2 separate regions of the Mus musculus genome follow, and region 2 is linked to region 1. The links are chromatin contacts, called in public HiCAR-type maps. All regions are on one chromosome and are shown on one strand. Each heading gives the region's core, a stretch centred on a gene start, on an enhancer-like site or on the middle of the called end of the contact. The rest is flanking DNA. Distances are from core to core; before and after follow the strand shown. Region 1 overlaps Creb5 (cAMP responsive element binding protein 5). Region 2 has its middle 100 kb from the start of Tril.

Evidence for each region. HiCAR-type assays count read pairs that join an accessible place to other places.
Region 2: a HiCAR-type map of fibro-adipogenic progenitors shows a contact between it and region 1, with 5 times the contacts expected there. The contact joins two enhancer-like sites. A contact is called at or near these places in 1 of 15 datasets of contacts at CTCF or cohesin (large pre-B cells), 6 of 484 Hi-C or Micro-C datasets (bone marrow-derived macrophages, cerebral cortex, embryonic stem cells and 3 more), 1 of 115 datasets of contacts at active chromatin or transcription factors (fibro-adipogenic progenitors) and 2 of 9 other capture datasets (embryonic tail and embryonic trunk).

Annotation. Positions count from the first base shown.
Region 1 is chr6:53,457,969-53,464,486 of GRCm38.p6, forward strand. The region is part of intron 5 of Creb5 (cAMP responsive element binding protein 5); the gene reads left to right. Among named protein-coding and RNA genes, the nearest start is that of Gm38815, 10 kb to the right of the region's middle. Within about 2 kb of position 4,098, at least 29 of the 459 cell types and tissues checked have an H3K27ac peak or open chromatin away from gene starts, as enhancers often do. A contact at or near this core is called in fibro-adipogenic progenitors, where this site is marked.
Region 2 is chr6:53,713,401-53,720,533 of GRCm38.p6, forward strand. No RefSeq gene overlaps it. Among named protein-coding and RNA genes, the nearest start is that of Tril, 100 kb to the right of the region's middle. Within about 2 kb of position 1,686, at least 11 of the 459 cell types and tissues checked have an H3K27ac peak or open chromatin away from gene starts, as enhancers often do. A contact at or near this core is called in fibro-adipogenic progenitors, where this site is marked.

The DNA of each region.
Region 1 (6,518 bases), core at 2,848-5,347:
AAAGTGACACCAGACACAGAAGGAAAAGAATCAGGACAAGTCATTCTTGTAGATGAACTTTCTCCAAGTCACTTCCTGGGTTCCTTGCCAAGCCTGTCCCACTGTCATGGGTGCCTAAAAGGAACAACACATGCCCCGAGTGTGGGGTCTCTCTCCTTAGCCCCTTTTTCCCCAAAGTGGGTGGTTGTTAGATCAAGTAGCTAAGCCAGACAGACACCTCCCACCCCAAGAGCTACCAGAAAAACTGCCGAATGTCTGTAGTTGGCATCTCAGGTCCAACATGACTGATTGTCAGCTGTTTCTACAGACACCCAAACAGTCCATCCGTTCTCCTCAGCCAAGCTGCCGCTGCTCCTGTGGTCAGAGAAGACCAGGGTCACCTAGCCGGAAGCCAGGGGAGGTGTCACGTCAGTGGGATAAATGCTTCCTAGCTAGTCAAGAGAGAGGCGACTTGGTTCATAGGGTATCACAGGTATGCAGGGTGGTATACAGCTTGTCTTGATATGGGCATCGAAAAGAATCCTTTCCTCTTGTTTCCCTTTGCTACCCAGTTCCCCTTGGTGAACAACTAAGAAGCAAATGAAAGGCGCTTTCCAGGGATTTGTGGCCCTGGGTATTATTTATAGAAAAACTGTTTAACTGGGAAACTCTTACAAAGGAGCATTCCCATCTGGGTTTTCATAAAAGATGACAAGCAGCTCAGCAGAGCAACAGAAACCCAGCAGTCTCTCTGCAGTCCTAAAGCCCGCTCTTAGGTAAGGTTTCATGGGAGTATAGGGTTGCTGGCTTTTCATTTTTCATTTGTCCTAGGAATTTAGAACAAGGCAAAGTCAAGGGACAGGGGCCCCATCAGCGTGGGGCTTAATAACACAGAATCTGAATACGCTGCTTTCCAGCGGTTGCCTCCCAAGGGCGCAATCACAGGGAGAATCCTTTGTTCATAATCACAGGGAGTGTGCATTGTTCAGATCAGTCCTTGGTCAGTTCCGACTTAACCCAAATGCCTTATGGAATGGAATCCTCTTTGGCCTGGCAGCAAGAAGGACTTGCTTTTAAAGACTTTTGCATAGAAAGTATCTTCCCCTTCATGTTCTCGTGAGGGTTTCTCTAGAAAGCTGGGAACTTTCCAAAGTCTAGTTCTTAAATTGCTTTTTTATGGCGATGGGTCTGATTTTTTTCCTTTATTAAATTTCTTTCTATTAATTGACTTAATTTTAGGCCCTGTCCTCCACTTGTTCAGTGAAAAAGAGGTTCAAGGTATTGTTAGTGTCTTTGAAATTAGGTGGATGCATGGATTTTAGCAGGTAGAGGAAACCACGGGGTACTGTCAGGGGCTCAAGGCAAGTTAACTGGCAGAGCCAGAGACAGAAGAGGGCCGGCACAAATACAGCCTGGTGATAGGAAATCTCTTGTTTTCTCAGTCACACAGAGACATTTCTCATTTAAATAAAAACAGACTGACAATAAATAAATAAATGAATAATTTTTTAAAGTAGACTCCAGAATATTATAAAGTGATATCTACATGACACAACATTAAGTTTGATAATTGGACTATGGGCACTTTAAGTCAACTGGGCATGATCTAATCTGCTCAGGATCTCAAGGATAAAGGCCAGGAGGGCGCCTAGGCAGGCCAGACACCTGTGTTCCAGACCCCATTTCAACCATAGCAGATCCACATTTGATAATTTTGTTGTTATTTTTTCCCTAGAAGAATTCCATGAAATAATGGGTTCTCTAGAAAGAAAATAGTTTGAAAAGTACAGAATTTTAAGCGTTTTTTTTTTCTGCTCCCACTCTTTCTATTACAATGTTAAGTGTGAGTTTGCAGTTAACATGACTCAGGCGCCATCCTCAAGACCACTTTCCTGGAGCTGTGATGAGACCATCACCCGTGGAAAGTGGAAGAACTTGGAGTAGAAACCTAAGGTTTCCAACGTGACTGGAAGCCTGTGTAAGGCAGAGCATTTAGCATGTAGAGAGTGCTAAACAGCAGAGGGAAGACAAACAGAAATCCCACCAGAGCCCGTGTGTCTTAGTGTCACCACAAAAGTGAGAGCCTCATTGCACCTCACCCTGTGAGTCAGGACAGCAGGAGTAACATGGCTAGGCAGAGAGGGCAGAAGGCACGGACTGAGAGTGTTGTATCCTGCCTCCTCTGTGAGCCTCCACTGTCTCAGTTTTGATTTAATCCTCCAGTATTTCACTACCATTTCCTCTTTCTCTATAGTTTTGCTTCCCCAACAGTATGGCCTTCCCCTAAGCTCAAGGGCTATAGTATGGCCACTTCCATAGAATCATCCTATACTGTACCATACCCCAGGACAGCCTTGTTCGTAGGCTCAGTGAGTTGTCATCTCAGAGGCAAGACTGGCTTGTTTGTGAATCTTGACCATTGGATGTGTGTGGTTACGAACTGAGAGGTGTTCTTCCAGAAGACACACTCTAGTCCTAATGCCTGGCACATATAAATGACCCCTGACTTAAGATGTAATTCAAGTTAAGACATGGACTTGGATGGGTCCAAAATTCAACAACTGGACTCCTTATGTGGAGGTGGAGGAACCGAATCACAGGGGAATGTATCATGTGACTACACAGACAGACACTGAGCTGGTACAGTTGAAGACCTTGGAATGCAGAGGACTATGGGGAGTATTCAAGGCTAGGGTTAAGGCACACACATGTTCTGCCTCAGAACTCCAGAAGAAAAAGCTGGGCAGCACCGCCATGTCAGACTTCTAGCCTCCCAAACCAAACACATTGCTGTTGTTTCTAAGGCATCCAGTCTGGTAATTTGTTATGTTAGCGAAGCTTCAGGAACTAATACGCATGCCTCCATGGCTTATGGAGCTGTCTACCTTGGCAAGAGAACTGTGGTAAAAGATCTACCACCCCACTCTCCTTTTATTGAGCTATAACAGATGTGGGGATAAAAGTATTAAGAGGAAAAATAAAAAGGCAAACTAAGAACCAGAACAAGACTATATTCTACAGAATGACTGTCCTGTAGCCAGGACCTCTTTGGTGACACACTCTGAGTTTCCATGGCTATGGAAGGGAATGAGGAGGCCTTTTCAAACCAGGAAGGGCCATTGTTGACATCTTCTCAGAGAAGAACTTAGTAGACTCCCAGCTTTCTCAGGACTAGGACTGCACATCCACACGGTGGAAGACAGTCCGCCCTGAGGTGAACAAGGGGGGTTCTTCAGCCGTGTGTTTTTTCAGCCACAGTGCTAACTGTTACATGCCTGTTCTTCAGCCACAAGTGCTAACAGTCGCACGCTGAAGAGCGTGCTTGTTGTGTCTTGAGCTATCTGCCCTATAATTTGCAAAGGAGGGAAGGTCAGTATCTCAAACAGGTTGGGCATTTTTGAACTGAGCCTTCTGGAAGTTTGCAGTAACCCTGTCATACAGTCTTGAATACTTCACTGCTTGGTCACAAGGGAGGCCATGAGAGATGGCTATGAAGGGCAGCCCAGGGTGGGCTTTGATTTTAATCTGCGTGTGCTTATGTTTGGTCAGGAAAGCCTGCATTTGTAGATGCATGTGTGTATAATTATGTTTTTTTTTTCCGAAAAGTACTGAATGGAATTGTAGAGGTTGGTTACACTGGGTCTTCCTCCTGTTCTCCTGCAGGCCGGGTGCGCAGTTAGAACTGCTGTACCCCACTCACGTCATCTTGAAAAGGGAAGAAAGGGGAGTAGCTTAAGTGGTGACACTGATTTTTTTTTTTTTTTTTGATCCTGTAGTTTCTTCTTGGCTCCTTTCAAAGTCTCCTTCTACCTCCTTCTAGGACTAGGTGATTTAAAGGGGAAAAATCATTGCATCTGTATGCTCCAAGCCATCTAATAGGCTGTAAGGTCCATAAAACACCAGCACACTAGCAGCAGGATTGTGTGGTAGGTGAATGGAACAGGAGACACTCCCCAGAGTGAGACCCTGAGTAGGGCTTAGTGTTAGGAACAAAGAGACACAGAGTTTGCAAGGCTGTCAATCACAGGGTGGGGATTTCAAGTTCCGGGTTCATGGCGTTCCTGACACTTGAAAACAAATGTTTGCAATCAGGGAAGTTACTTAACTTTTCCGTGGTATGTAAACAAATTGCTTTTCTTGTCTCAGCCTCCTTGTTTGTGGGCTCGTTTGAGCGTGCCTATCTTTAGGACTTTGCAGTTTTCGGATCCACATGATCCTTCCCTTAATAGGCTCATCAGATCATGATGTCACCTTGATTTCCATAATACTTTTAATGAGCCAGAAAATTGAAGTCATTCTCCTTGCCAAACCATTGACTCAGCTTGTGGTCCTCACCCTTTCTGGACAGAACTCTGCCTGGGTGTCTTCCAAACACATGTTCCTCTTGGAGTCCTGGTGCAAGACCCCTGGGCATATGTGATGCCTGCCCTTATCAGTGGATAAAGGAGGGGCAGATGTTGTTCCCCAGGTTAGCCAACAGCACTGGCAGGAATCCAGGGTGTTCTTTCAATTTTTCTAAAATAAAAACTAGAGGAATACAGTCATAGGAATAAGGGAACCTTCTGCAAGTTTCTTTACAATAGGGTAATTTTCCCTGCCAGCTCTCCAGACTCCCAGACACCCCGTATCCGCTGTGCTCTCTGACTGCAGTCTAGCACTGCACATTTGCCTGACGTATTCCCTCTTCCTGAGCCTTGTAATTCTCATAAGAAGTAGAGAATTATCGGAGGGAAGGAAAGGAAGGGACCAGGATAACTGTAATCACATTCACCATCGACCGTGTTCTTTTGGCATAGTAAAGAGAAGCAGGCACACACCATGAATTTCAGGTTTCAAAAATCATTTAAAAAATTCCAACCTAAATAGAAAACAAGCTCTAATTTAATAAGGCTCCGAAAAGTGGTTTGTAAGAAAGCGCCAGTAATAATCAAGTCCTGGCTGGCCGCAACAATTGGGAAAGAGTGGCACCTCCCAGCATGTCCTCGGGCCATGTGTGTCTGTCCCCCCACCCCCAAAACCACTCTTCGGTTTGGCACACTTTGTCACCTGGCAATTGCTGAGCTCCTGGGGCTACAGACTGGCATGCCCTGGCAGCACCCCACAGTCACCACTGATGGCAGAAAACCAGAGCTGAGGGGGAAAGGGTGGTCCAGCTCTGGCTCTGTGACCTGCCACGATAAGATGCATGTCATTGTAAGAGCTGGGTTGTTAAACCCTTAGCATCGGAGTAGTTTATTTATTTACCTATGCATGACTTCACTCCAGAGGGGGCACTTGGGGGAGGTTCAGAGAATGACAATCCAAGATTAAGAACAAAAAGAAACGTATAGGAGAGAGGAAATAAATGCGAGACTATAAACCATGGAGATGGTATTTATCACAATGGCTATATAATAAGAGAAAGGAGATTTCCCAAACTGTCAGTCTATCTGTTCTGGATGCCTTGTATAGGTTCACACATATGTTAAGGGAGAAGCAGTCCGTCTAGGGGATCAGTGTGGCCCTCTCATGGAGACACCCACCCCTCCCACTAATGCTATGACTCATCAGCCAGCACACTGTTTGATGAAAGTACAGCAGGATTCTTTGGAAGTTAAAAAAATAATAATAGTAAGTTTTGTAAAACTAAGCAGCCCGTTGCAGAGCCGGAGGGGACTGAGGTGGGGGCAGGGAAAACTAGAATTCTGATAGAAAGTTCTGAGCAATGCATAAGAGGCTTAAATACATAAAGAGCAAAGCTAAATTTGGACCAATTTCCTGTGAAATCTCTTGTGTAATATTTTCAATTTGTGCATGTTTAATGTGGTTTATTTTCCTAAGGTTCACGGTATAGGTTTTAAATTTAGCCCTGACTGTGCACATGTGTGGAGAGGTTATAAAACCAGGGCCAGCTCAGCCCAGGCCCCCACTGGTTACACTTCAATGGAGAATACGCTGCTTTCCCCATGCCAGAAATGCCTTTTCTTCTATTTTTCTGTCACCTTGCTCTACCAGTGCCTGTCTAGCTTTGTTTGAGTACCCAAGGATGTTCCAAGGAGCTGTGGACTCTAGAGCAAGGTAATAGGCCAAGTTCTTGTAAGAAGAGTTAAGTCTGTCCACCTTGGGTTGAAATGAAGGCACCCCCTGAGACCCTGATTTGGCCTCAGACACCCTGAGTGACTTGGTGCTCAGAATGGAGCCAACCCCCTTATGTGATACTGAGGTTTTATGTAACTGGAATATTCTCTGTTTCACATGGAAGGATTATATTGGTGCAGAAGTAGCACAGATAGTGTATTGGCTAGTTTTGTGTCAACTTGACACAGCTGGAGTTATCACAGAGAAAGGAGCTTCAGTTGAGGAAATGCCTCCATGAGATCCAACTGTAAGGCATTTTCTCAATTAGTGATCAAGGGGGCAAGGCCCCTTGTGGGTGGGACCATCTCTGGGCTGGTTGTCTTGGGTTCTATAAGAGAGCAGGCTGAGGCAAGCCAATGAAGAACATCCCTCCATGGCCTCTGCATCAGCTCCTGCTTCCTGACCTGCTTGAGTTCCAGTCC
Region 2 (7,133 bases), core at 436-2,935, 250 kb after region 1:
TAGGATGTGACTGAGTTTCCGGGCAAGTTCTGCTCCGAGTGGGAGTGGCGCGTATTCACCGAGTCAGTCCGTTGGCATCGTGTAACTGAGCTTAAGGAGAAGGGGAAAGGGTGTAACTGGCAGCATGCGTGTTTCTTAATCTACAAGGCCCTGGGCTTGATCTCTCATCCCACAAAAGGAAAGAAGGAAGGGGAGAGGAGGGGGGGAGGGAACTCAAAAGCAGTGTGGCCGAGTTCAGTGGGAGAGCACTTGCCCAGAAAGAGTTAACAATTTCATTCTACTCTGTTTCTGGCACTGGACAATTAAATAGATGAATACGTAAATAGTCTTAGAGATAAATAGAACCTGGCTCAGCGGTGATCTGCCTTTTGTTCTTGGAGACCAATGACCGTTGGAGCCCCTAAACTTTGTGTAGTTTGTATGGCAAAATGGTTACCGAAGTATCTGGGGTTCTGGTGCTGCCAAAACCCCAGTCCTACTTAGACTTAGGCTGCTAGCCTGCCTGTCTGCGTGAAGATGAAAGAAAGGGCCTTGCTGCTCTCTTCTATTCATTCCCAGGACAGAACTTTTTCTTCATCTTGTCTTTTCTCTTTCTCTCTCCTTCCTTCCTTCCTTCCTTCCTTCCTTTCTTTCTTTCTTTCTCTTTCCTTCCTTCCTTCCTTCCTTCCTTCCTTCCTTCCTTCCTTCCTTCCTTTTTGTGAGATGAGGTTACAGACGAATATTGTAAATCCTTTCCAAGCTTAGCTTATAGAGTCTTCAGTATGACCCAGCAATGCTGCCTTTCATGGACTCTGCTTCTAAATATGGGGAAACTGCAGTATAAACCATCAAACAATGAAGAAAGCCTTATTTTACTTATTTTTCGTATACCCTTCAGGGATATAGTGAGTCCTACACAAACGAATAGAGTCGAGTTTCTATCCTTCTTCTGATCTCGAGAACTGGGTTACCAGCTCCTGAGTTTAAAATCTCCCAGAAAGCCTTCTGGCCACTCTGCCACTGGTCGCACAAAGAACAGATTCTCTAGAATTACTCTGTGTGTCTAGACCACTGCTCCCACCTCAAACTGAGGTGCCCTCCCCAGCCCCCACCCCAGAGGCTTCTAGAAGACGCTTACCTCACCAACACATTAGGAATACATTAAGGCCTGCTGAATATCCACCCTTATCCCCTTCTTCCCCGCAACCCTCACCCCGCGGCCCCGCCTGAGACCAGGATTCATGGCCTCTGACTTCATTCTGCTTGGAAACCAGCAACCGGTGAGACCGACCAAGAAACTTGTCATCAGGCAGGGCCTTTGTGAGATGGCAGTCTAATTAGCCATTTCATATTTTTGTTAATTCTCTTGCGATTCACGTTAAAAATATGTTCCATGAATGGCCGCCTGCTGGGAGCGAGGAGCCCCTGTCACTCAGCAGTTGCTCAGTGAACTAATAAATATCTGAGCCAGCAGTCTCGCCTCCTGCCTCAGTTCCCTCTTTCCCACCCGACAGCTGTGTGAGACCAGACCCTCACACCACTCTCCATACCCTGTGGGGTCATAAGGATTACCAAACCAGGAAGGGAACCTCGCCCACCCGGGAGTCTCCACTCTGCAAGTTTCCTTCAGAGGCCACTCTGCCTCTTGCCTATGAGGTCACCCAAAGACGGGCGTGGAGGGCTATCTTCAAGCACGCGTTATCATAAGCAGCCAATCCCCTGAGAGGATTTCAGCATTGGAGACTCCTAAGGGGAAAATGCCACTTCATCTACTAAGCCACATCAGCTGGAGCTGGGAGGCACCCAGCTCACATCTGTGGAACAGCTTGGACCAGGACCGTGTGTTCTGTCAGTGTTTAGGTGGGGCCCACTCTGCGGCCCTTGCCAAAATTTCAGCCGGGTCCTCCCTGCTTCCCACCCTGGCCCATGTTCATCATCTCTACTGAGCATCTCAGGAAAGAAACAGTAACCCCCCCCCCCCCAAGAGGCTCAACCCATCTTCTTCTGCCTTAGGAAAACAGGCGGGAACCATCAAAACATGACAGGGGAAAAAGCTATTTGGGCAACCAGCTCTGTAGTCATCTCTCTCATGATGTAGCCTTCTTACCCCGTGGATTGCAAAGGGAGACAGAGCAGCTAACAGCGATTGGCTTGTTCCTACCCACAATAAAGCTGTGTTTTCATGTAGGACGAAGGGTTGTAGCCCAGCCTATAACTGGAAATTTCAAAGAAAGAAGAAAATTCCATGCCAACACTAGAATCACCTCCATCAGTCTGCACTTGGGGACCAGCGAACTAATTTTTCTTTCTAGAACTTGCTGAGAGATTTCGTTAAGAGGGTTCATCTCCTTTTGTATACTGCTAGTGATATGCAACACTAGGAGTGGATCTTAGTGGTTTTAACTTCTTAGAAATTTATAAACAAAGTCGGTCTTTCTTTCCGAGTGCAGTAGATAAACTGCAGGGGAGATGAAAACTGCAAACCCACGGCTCCTGGGACAGAGCGTGATCAGAAAGGATGAAGCGCAAACCGGCGATTTTGCTATCCTCCCGTGGCTCTCTTGTTTTTAAGCAATAGTGATTTGAATCTACAGAACAATAATCACACTCAAGCCCGTTATTTCAGTAAGGAAGAGTTGAGCAAATGAGCTTCGTAAACTTCGGTGTCGCTGCCCAAACTTGGTCTAGGAACAGGATTTTCTTGCAGCAGTAATAGCCTCCAATAGACGCTCTAACTGTGGTCCAGACTGCCTGGCATCTGATGTGCGGCTGGAGAGTGGTGTGTTCTACTTCCCTAACTCATGAGGAATGTAACAAAAATCCACATATTTGTTTAAGTTCTTTCCCTCACACTTAAAATATTAGCTAAAGAAACCAAGTTTACTTTAGAACAATTTGCGCAGACCCTTTAGAAACAAGCTAGCCAAGCAGTGTAAAGACGTGATGCCAGATAGGCTCTTGGTGGCTGCGGGAACCGCTTTCTAACTGGTTCTTGCTGGGCAGGGATGTACTTCTTCCACCCTGAATACTGATAATAGAAAATACTAACAGAGTTTCTTTTCCATAACTAAACTATTATGTTCATATGAGCACAACACTTTACATAGACAGTAAAAACCCTGCAAGTCATAATGAGAAACGGCCTTGCTTCTGAGCCACGGTGTTTTAAGCAATGTTGCTTCACTTCGTGCAGTGTGACAACAGGATTAGTGCGCATGTTGTATGTTGATAGCTTGGTCTTCAGTGAAATCATGGGATGTGAACTGTCCACACTGCCAAAAACACCCTAGACTCATTACTTGTTTGATTTAACATTAATTTTCATTTTTTTGCCTTTAGAAAGCTCTTAGTGTTGCCAAAATTTTTACAACACCCAATATTCTATTACATGGCCCAGGAGGTTATACCCCCATACTTTAAGAATCTGTGGTATGTACACATACTTTGCTATTTTTAAAAAATATGTATATATGTATATTTATTACAAAATATATACAAAATGTATACAAAATAATATATATAATTTATATAAATACAACATATGTATAGTGAATGTGCAAAATATATACATATATTATACATAAAATCTGTTTGGACTGATATATGTAAAAGTGGTAACTGGCTATTCTTGGTAAATGACTATTCTTGCATGCTAGGCAGAATTATCAGGGATATTTAATACACTCTACAATTTTCTATGTGGTATGACTTGAATTTTAATTTGGAACACCCATTACTTTACATTAAAAAGAAATATGTTGGGGCTGGAGAGGCGGCGCCAAGCTGAAGGACATGTACTGCTCTTGAAGAGGACCCAGGTCCATTCTCAGCATACACAGAAGGCAACTCACAACTGTCTGGAACTCCAGTGCAGGTCATCTGCCGACCTCTGGCCTCCACAGGCACTTACACACCTGTGGTGCACATAAACATATGCAAGCACACACACATAAATGAAAATAATAAGCAAATGTTTTTTAAAGGAAGAAATCTGGGCTAGAGTGATGGCTTAGTAGTTAAGAGCACTGGCTGCTGTTACAGAGGTCCTGAGTTCAAATCCCAACACCCACATGGCAGCTCACAGGCATCTGTAGCCGCTGTAGTCCCATGAGATCTGATGCCCTGTTCGGGTGTGCAGATATAAACATAGACAAGACAGCTGTACACATATAATACATAAATAAATAAACCTTAAAAAGGAAAGATTTATGTTTTTATTGAATATATTTTCCCTAAAACTGATGTTGTGCACATTTCTGAATTGTATTGGCTCATTATTTCTTCCAACAATAAGATCCTTCTATAATCAAAAAGGCCTTGGTCCTTGAAGGCACTTCTATAGAGGAAGCATGCAGAATATCCCTTGTAAATGGCAAAGGCCTGTTGAACTGCAGACCACTAGTGAAACATCAGTGCGCCACATCGGTGTTCTAAACATTTTTTCAGAGTAAATAGTTTTTGGAAATATTATAGAAATACCTTATTAACGAAAACCCTACAAATTCAGAATTTATAAAGTCTTTTGAGATGAGTGAAAATTGCCTTTTTGAGTGTCGGTAATTATGATAGATGCATTAAGCATCCCGTTGGCTGAATGTCAGGGTGAACACTTCATTTCCTGAGAGGACACACAGCTCGCTTCTTACTCTCTGTGGACACCCACTCCGTGCACAGCCACGTGATTAATAAGCACATTCTTTGATAATTATTATCGAATGACCAGATAGCACGAGGCTCGAATGCACATAAAGCTACTGCTTGCTAATGGAAGTTATCAATGGTCCTTCTGCCAAACGGCCTTGGACGTCATCATATGAACAGTGTTCTTTTCATTCTTAAAACTAATACAACTGCATTCTTCTCAGGCTTTGAGCTACATTTTTTTTTCTTTCTTTCCCTTGATTAGTCTGTAAGAGTAGCATGTGCTAAAATGTCAGATATAATTAACAAAGTTTAAACAGACATGGGGAATGTTAGGGGAGCTGTGATCAAAGACATCTTACCCAGAGACTGGTTCCTTTACATGCTTTGCTTTTGGAGTCAATGATCCGAACTCATTGATCGTTTCTTTTCATGGCAATCAATTCGAGTCACTCCCACTTGAAATGATCCTATCCTATGCACGGAGTCTCTAGTCTATCACCCTTTTCATAGTAGAGTCTTAGTGAGTATTAGTCTCTGCCATCATTGAGTTACTTTCCATTTGCAGAGGTGATAGTTTTGCAAGGAAAGAGCCTCGGGAAGCTCCAGAGGGTCAGACGCCCTGCACAGGTTCCTCATTAGCTAACGGCAGTGAGTTCAACAACTGAGAACAAGTGTGTGGCTCCACATTGCTCTTTAACCGCTTTCAGTTTTCCATAGGTGAAGAGAGATCAAAGAGTAAGCCATAGGTTATACGCCTTCACAGACCCTATCTCACCATCAAGGAAGCAACTAAACAGTCTCTTACAGCTGCCATACATAGTCGTCATCTTCCAGATCTTTGTGAATAAGGGGTTAGAGGAGGCGAGCATGCAACATTCCAGAACACCTGCTTCATCATGCTTCTAATGTGGCAGCAGGCACATACACAAAGCGACGGGGCGGCATGGTGACATTGTCTTGCGTGTATGTAGTAGACTTTGTGCCCTCTCTCCACTTGCTGCTGTTTGGATTCCTTTTCCCATGGCACACAGTTCCACAGGAAGCCTTGGCCAATAGGATTTAATCAACGCAGAACGACAAGAGGATTGTACTTAAGCATCACTCATTCTTAAGAGTGGATTAAAATCAAGTATTAGAAGAATCCAGACTCGGACCTCAGTGTCCATGCACAAGGCTTTCCCCTGTGGCCTGTGAAATCAGAACTCAGAAATCAGCAGTGAGGGACAGAGCTTGCGAGGGTGACTTATGGTAGGTATCGAAGCAGCTACCACCATCACTCCAGATTGGGTCAGGCCATCGAGCCTTGGTGTCCTTCTGGATATCTAGCTCATAACGGGGTAAAGAAGAGATGAATCCCCTTAAGGCTGCATCTTATTCTCACTTTTGCTATTAACTAATGTTTTGCAAAGTGGTAGGAAAATGTCAGAAGATGATTAATTCGAAAATTTCTGAGAATTGGAAATCTGTCCACCTCCCCTTCCTTATTTTTTTCCTTCCACTTATTTATTTCTTACATTTTGATAAAATATAGCATTAATTGCCATCTTCTCAAAATATTTCAGCAGAGCAAAAAACCTTCCCCACCCCCATCGGATTCTTGGTTTGAGTGAGGACGAAGGACAGGGAAGAGACGAAGCTTGCTTCTGCTAGGCTCTCACGGAGCTTGAGGGTTCTCCGTGTGAGAGAGCATTCCTAGACTCTATTTTCCACACCTAATAATTCACCCTCCCAGGCCCCCATGCATGTGTTTATCAAGGTTGGTACCTTCACCCCCCCCCCCAATTATGTAAAATTCTTCACTGCCTTTACTTCCTCTGAAACAGACCAGCTCTTTCATTAAGAATATTTATGGGAAATAATGTATTTGTGGAGTTGAAGGCCAAGTCAGTTGTCTGGATGCAAATGTGCAGTTGGAGGGTTTATCAACAACACTCACTAATGGAAAGTACTAATCAAAACTTTTCTACAGCAGTAAATTTTTATATTTTAACCACTGGATTCCAATTAAATGTATTCAATATAGCAAGCTTTGATTAAGCAAATTTAAAAAGAGATTATGTATACACCCCTGTGAAAAACAAGGCAGGCTAGGTATGCAGACACTTGTATATTCTTAATAGAAGTCTTTACCTGAAGATAAAAACCCAATAAATTGTGGCCCATAATGTGCCTTGGACCGTGTTGATTTACCTGTATTACAGAGTCAGCAGAAATCAGTCTTACCAGGTACACACCACACTTATATATTCCGTGCGTATAAAATGCATATAAAAGATCCTTTTTTCTTTTTATAAAGAATTACTGAATTTCATTAGGGCAAGTTTTGCTCTAAAAAAAAAAAAAAAGTTTCTTTGTGGACTGTGGAACACACTGATTGCAAATAAATGAGAGCCTGTGCCCGTGCCTGTAAAGGGAGGAAAAACGCTTAGTGTGGAAAAAACACCATAAATACAAGATTTGCCCATATCCTACCATACAGTTAGTAAGATCTTTAAAAGCTTCTCCCTGCT